2 separate regions of the Mus musculus genome follow, and region 2 is linked to region 1. The links are chromatin contacts, called in public HiChIP or PLAC-seq maps. All regions are on one chromosome and are shown on one strand. Each heading gives the region's core, a stretch centred on a gene start, on an enhancer-like site or on the middle of the called end of the contact. The rest is flanking DNA. Distances are from core to core; before and after follow the strand shown.

Region 1 (3,122 bases), core at 175-2,674:
TATATTAATACATGTGTTGATTGTATATTATGCAGTATAAACTATAATTTATAATTATTTCTTTTTATGTTCTTTATAGGGACACTCCAGATCTCCATTTTATTTAATTTGCATCAAACCTATCTATCCTATTATATCTTATTAGCACAACCAGTAAGATCTAGCACTAACTCTCACAATATGTTTCCTTGCTTTTTGCTTATACAAACTCTTTTTACTGTTGTGATGTATTAGACCTATTTTAAATCCTTGGGAGACAGAGGCAGGCAGATCCCTGAGTTGGAGGTAAGCCAGAGCTACGAACACACAATTTTTTTTTTTTTAAAGTCTTTAGGTGTAGCTCAGGTATACCCAGAACCCTTCCTGCCACAAGAAGAGGGCAGCACAAAGTGGAGATTCTTAGAGGTTCTAATTCATTACCTCAAAGCTCTAAACCAACAAGAGGACAGCCTGGTCTACAGAGTGAGCACAGGCCAGCCGGGGCTTCACAGAAAAATCCTGTCTCCAGGGTAGGAGTGTGGAGACAAAAATACTCTTATACAGAGGGGGGAAAAGAATATATATATATATATATATATATATATATATATATATATATATATACATACATACACATATAGTATGTATGTAAGTTAAAGCATAATACACCTGCCAGCCACTCCAAAGACCTCAGTGCCACTTCTTGCATCTCTGTCGACTGCTTCCAGGAGCTGCAATCTGATCTTTATCATCGTTTACTTCCTTTCAGAAAGAGATCTTATCATATGTACTTTCGAGCCTAAACAATACATTTTGAATTCTATAAAAGCTGACACCACCCTGTAAATTATCTATATAAACTGCCTTTCTCTCTCCATCTATATTGTGTGCGCTTCTGACAACTTTGACGTTTTCTCCAAGAATATTTACAATTACTACTGTATAGTTTTTGTTTGTTTGGGGGTTTTGTTTTTAAATCCTCATCCATGTACTGGTGGGAAAAGATTAAAGGCGAAGAAACTTGGACCAAATGAGGGCATCAGTCACACACATCCCACCTTCCTGTAACCCCCTACGGAAAAAGACCACACTACACACGTGGCCGACGCAGCTACTGTACTGAAACTAAGCCCAGACCACACCCCGTGTACCAAGATCCTAATACGTCACTCCCGTTAGCCTTAGCATGTCACGTGGTCGTCGAGACACGTGACCCTTACTTTGGCGGCAAGGACAAGAATGTACGTCAGGTGGCTCGCGTTCTTCTGGCCAGGGAAGCGGGCCGCCTAGCTTAGGGTGCGGCGCCACCTTTTTCCATAACGTTACCTGCCTCCAGGGCCGGCTGAACGCACCCACATGGGGCCGCCGTAGCACACGAGCCCTGCTTCTCCAAGCCGCGCATGGTTACAGGCCGCTGAGTCGTCCGCGCGCCCAACGCTGATTTCCGCTTCCGCGCGTTAGGCTTTGGCGCCTGCGCAGTTGTCGCTAGGTGCCGGGTCTTGGAGAACGCGCTCAATGGCGGCCGAGCTGCCGCGTGGAGGGTGGGTTCCCGGACGCCGTGAGGCCCATCATTCACCCACCACGCGGCGATGGCGGCCTCGCGACAGCCTGCACCATACCCTCCGAAGGTGGGACATGTGGATAAAGATGTACACGCAAAGATACCCTTGAATTATAAGCGGCCTCGGTGACCAAAAATAACCTTGAGTTTAAAGGGAAAGGATGTGAATGTCCATCTATGATCACATAGCAAAAGAACTGGAGTTTGGGACTTTTTTTTTTCCATTTATTGTGTGCGCGGGAGCATGTCAAAGTCAAATGACAAAATGCCGGAGCCGATACTCCTCATGGCCGCGTAGCTCCCAGGATCAAAGTCAGGTCGTGTTAGCCGGTTCCTTTACTCGCTGAGCCAACTAGCGGCCCAAGAGCTGGACGTTAAATGTTTAAAATTTCCCTTGGACGTGGGCATACGTGTTATATTTATCACTCCCCTCCACTTTTTAAGTAATAACTATTTGTCGGAAAAGGGCAAGAAAATCAAGAATGGTAGGTGTTACAAGCAAGCTAGGCTAGAAGTTATTAAGTGAGAACGTTTGTGCTCCAAACCACTGGAACCGAAATAAGGATGAAGAGCCAGCAAAAACCGTATTTTCTCTCCCTGCTCCAATTGCCTGCTCTTTAGCCACTTGTAAGATTCTTTAACCGCCCCTCCCCCCCAAAAAAAGATTCTTTAACCCAAACTCTTTGCATACATGATTATGTTTGGGGATTTCAAAATCTTGTTGGTTTCGAAGAGAGGGGGGAATCCACCTGACATTACCTGTAATATAAAATATTAAAAAATGCGAATCCACGGATTAAAGGCTTAACCGTGAAAAGCTGTTTCCAAGTGTTTGTTGTCACTGACTAAACAAGTCCCTAGTAGGAAATAATCAGTATTAGGAGACAGGTTTTTGAGAGAAAGTTGTGAATTCTTAAGTTAAAACTGATACTGTGCCCTCTGTCAGTTTTGTCCATGAAATTTCCAAAAGTTTTTTACCCCCCTTTTTCTTGTAGAAGATAGAGTTGTTGTCTAGCTGGAGAAACAAGTTTGTGTGCCTTTGGGCAACACGTACACGCTGTAAAAATGGGCTAAGCTGCAGTTGCCACTAGTCGGCGCTGTTAATAAGACAGTCAAAAGTGAAAGGGGCTTGCCCTCCATCAAGATCTGCCACTCACTGCGTCTAATTCCCAACTCTGCCAACCACTGAGACTCAAAACCAAGTAGACTTGGAGATACTAGACCTAGGAATCTGTCATTAAAAATAGCGGAGCAAAAGGAGCTGGAGCGATGGCTCAGCAGTTCAAAGCACCAGCCAAGTTTCCAGAGGATTCAGGTTTGATTCTCAGTACCCACGTAGTAGCTCGCAACTTATGGTAACTCCACTTCCAGGGGATCTGATGCCTCTTCTGACCTCCACAGGCACCTACACACACATTTAAAAGCTGGGCCTGATGGCTCATGTTATAATCCCAGCACTGGGGAGACAGAGGCAGGCAGATCTCCGAGTTGGAGGTAAGCCAGAGCTACGAACACACAATTTTTTTTTTTTTAAAGTCTTTAGGTGTAGCTCAGGTATACCCAGAACCCTTCCTGCCACAAG
Region 2 (3,122 bases), core at 398-2,897, 620 kb after region 1:
GTAACCCTGCTAGGTGATCAGGTAGGCAAACCATCCTTTCTCTTGGTTGAGTGAACAGTGGAGCCATTTGATTTGAGGGCTGAGGCCTTTCAATGGCCTTCCTTGTGTTCTCTCTGGCTGCTCTCCATCCTCCCCACCATCCTCTTGCCTTGGGAAGCAGGTGAGCAGCAGTCACACACGGCACTTCCCAGGTCTCCTCTCCCCCATGGCTTAGGTAGTGCTCAGCGCTTGGCAGCCCCAGAGATCCGACATCTGGCTGCTGAAGCTTGCTGCCTACTGGGAAGTAGTTCCAACAGCGCCAAGCAGGTGCAGGGAGCTGGAAAGGCCTGCCCTTCCAGAGCCTGGGAAGTGAGTGCCCCAGGAGACTTTCCATGTCAAGTGAGGGAGGGTGTCACTGCAGAACGAGCCTTCGTAAGCCCAGGAATGAAGCTGCCCATGGCCTCGTGGATGAGGTGCTCAGTCAGGCACAGTCTGGGTGTCGGAGAATGTAGTAGGGTGACTTAGAGCAAACATAGCCAAGTGCTTGGCCACCGACACTCCTTGTGACAGGTAAAGGCTCTAGAGTTGTGTGGACATGATGGTCTGAGGTGGCCCCTTAGCTTGAAGGACATGGAGACCATTTTCCTCCCCAAGTCTCACTCCCAGGAAATTTCTAGAGCCCAGTCACAGAGGACTTTAAACTCTGGTTGGTGTTACTGGATGAAGAAAGCATCGGGTGATTTCAGCAGCAACAGGTTCTCAGGTCACAGCACCTCAAGACTGGAGAAGGTGCCTGAGACACTCCCACAGAACTCTCTTATGATGTAGAAGGTGGGCTCAGAGAGGGCAAGTGAGGCTGCACAGCACAGCACCCTGAGTCCAGACTCCCAGTAGTGCTCTCTGCCTACGTGGTTCCTGGCAATCCCTGTGGTAAAAGTCACCATCCCTGTGAGTGCTCACCCTGAGGGGCTGTCAAAAAGAGGGTGTTCCCCCTGGATCCTGAAAAGCATTAAGGGCACAGCCCTGTTGTTTGAAAACCGCATCCCCGTTCATTTTCATATGTGCACTTTACAGAAACACCAACAGATGTGCTAGCTCTCCCCTTGCCAGATTCCTGGGAGATGCAAGACTCAAGAAACGTTGTGCTTGGAGTCTATGGGGAGCCAGAGAAGTCCCAAGCCTAGCGTTTCCCAGGAAGCAAGGGCAATAGCAAAGGCAGGAGGGAAAGTCACAGTGAACTTACTGAAAATCTGACTTTGCTTTGTCATTGACCTGATGTTCCAGAGTTGGGACTGGCTGCGACCCTTGTTTCCCTGCTGCAGTCTCTGGGTACCACTTATATCCTTCCCTCAGGTTTGCAGAGGCTGCGGAAGGGTTGAGGTTGAGAGGGAGGGTTTCCTCCCATTTCAGCTCAGGGTTACCGGGTGACTTAAGTCTCTGCATATGACAGCCAGTGAATCCGAATCTCCTGAGGGGCTCTGTCTAGATCAGATCTGACCATGGACAGCAAGAGAATGACAAGCCATCCCATGCTCGCTCTGGGCTGACATGGCAGCCGGGGATGCTGTTAATTTCACTGTTTACAGAAAGAAGTCCGGGGTGAGTGGAGGCTTTTTTGGTGTTTTAAAGCCAGATGGTATTTCCTGCCTTGATCAGCCTCGGAGCTTTGGTTCCCATGGCAACTCTGAAGTTCCACCTACTGCAACTTCCTCATTCTCTGAGCTTCTTCCTCTTCCACCATAGTGGGGGGGGGTGGGGGGGGCAGGAGAATAAAGCCATTAACTAGTTTGTGTGTTGCACTTCTCAGCTGACACTGCGCTCCAGCTCCAGCGTGTATGACCTCAGTCCTCGCTGCAACCTAGACACAGAGCATCTGCTGTCTCTGTCTTGCACAGGGAAACCCAGGCTCCAGAGACAGGTGATATGTTTTGCTTGCCCTCATTGGTGTCAACAGGACTTCAACCAGGTCTCATGTCTCTGGACCTCGGGTGGGATGAGCATACCCTAGCACTCCCTCTGCTGTGCTTACAATTCCTAAGTGGCGAATTTCATATGTAAGTTGAGTCCAAATCTCCACCAAGTTAACTTCTCTGAGCATCCCTTTGCTGTAAATGGCAAGAATGGTGGCCCTGGAAGGGCAGGGGACTTACATATGGATATGTAGATAGCCACAGTGTGTGCCTATTTGGATTTGAAGGAGACCTAGCATCGCCCTAGTTACCTTTTGACATTGAGCATGATGTTGTCATGTAGAGATGTTCTGGGTCACATTCTATGCACCTGCAGGCCACAGATTGGGAGGTAACAGCAAGCATGTAATGTTTATTTGCTGCGGTAAGAGCAGTACATGATTTCTCATGATGCAATGGACACACACATCCCTGGGGTCCTTATTGGGATTTCACCTCTTATGGATGTCCCGGGGAGTAGACCCCACTTCATGCAGCAATACCATCGCGTAGGAAGCACTGTGCGAGTGTTCTGAATGGCTCATTGTGCAGAGAGGCAAGGCCAAATCTGTAGAAAATGCTGGAAGCTGCAGGGATGTCTAGGAGTGTGGGCAGGAGCCAGTATGGAGTATTCCTCCAGGTATAAGATTGCCAGAAGGGCTCCCAGGGCTGCTGCCCAGGTTCTGCACATACTAAAACCTCATGGGGCCGTGGCAGCAACTGCGTCCATTCTTGGGACATTCAGTAGAGGATGGAAGGATGTCAACAGGCCATATCCTGCATGACAAAATAGACTCATTGGTAATGATGTGGCCAAATCTTCCCAGCCAAAAATTACTTTCAAAAAAAGTCATCTTTTCTCAGGAATGCCAAAGGACACATTTAAGCTCCTGGCAGAAGGGGAGTGGAGCTGACAGCAGGCACCTGGTATTGCTCTGCCTGGCAGTTTTCTTTGCTCTGTATTCTGTATGACTGTGGTTTGCACACCGAATTATGTGCATTAAGTTAATTGCTATCCAATTAACAAATATTTTCCATTAATTCTTGCAATCAATCTGGCTGGTACATCCCATCACCCAGCTCTTTTGCCTGTCCTCGGCTCCGTGTTGGTCAATGTGGCAGTGCCAAGTGGCTGATGAATCGTTCCTGCAGCCCGACCCCCACCTGACAGACAGGAAAAAAATGACCAGGAGC

What was found. HiChIP or PLAC-seq counts read pairs in DNA pulled down with a chosen protein or histone mark.
Region 2: an H3K27ac HiChIP or PLAC-seq map of microglia shows a contact between it and region 1, with 6 times the contacts expected there. The contact joins the enhancer-like site here to the promoter of Trmo in region 1. A contact is called at or near these places in 1 of 39 promoter capture datasets (pre-B cells), 1 of 484 Hi-C or Micro-C datasets (CD4 T cells), 3 of 115 datasets of contacts at active chromatin or transcription factors (memory CD8 T cells, microglia and pro-B cells) and 1 of 9 other capture datasets (liver).

Annotation. Positions count from the first base shown.
Region 1 is chr4:46,388,013-46,391,134 of GRCm38.p6, forward strand. It overlaps Trmo (tRNA methyltransferase O), which reads right to left and starts at 1,425. Exons shown (of 5, transcript NM_001347095.1): 1 at 1,306-1,425. The coding sequence starts at 1,381.
Region 2 is chr4:47,009,479-47,012,600 of GRCm38.p6, forward strand. No RefSeq gene overlaps it. Among named protein-coding and RNA genes, the nearest start is that of Gabbr2, 19 kb to the left of the region's middle. Within about 2 kb of position 1,648, at least 147 of the 459 cell types and tissues checked have an H3K27ac peak or open chromatin away from gene starts, as enhancers often do. A contact at or near this core is called in memory CD8 T cells, microglia and pro-B cells, where this site is marked.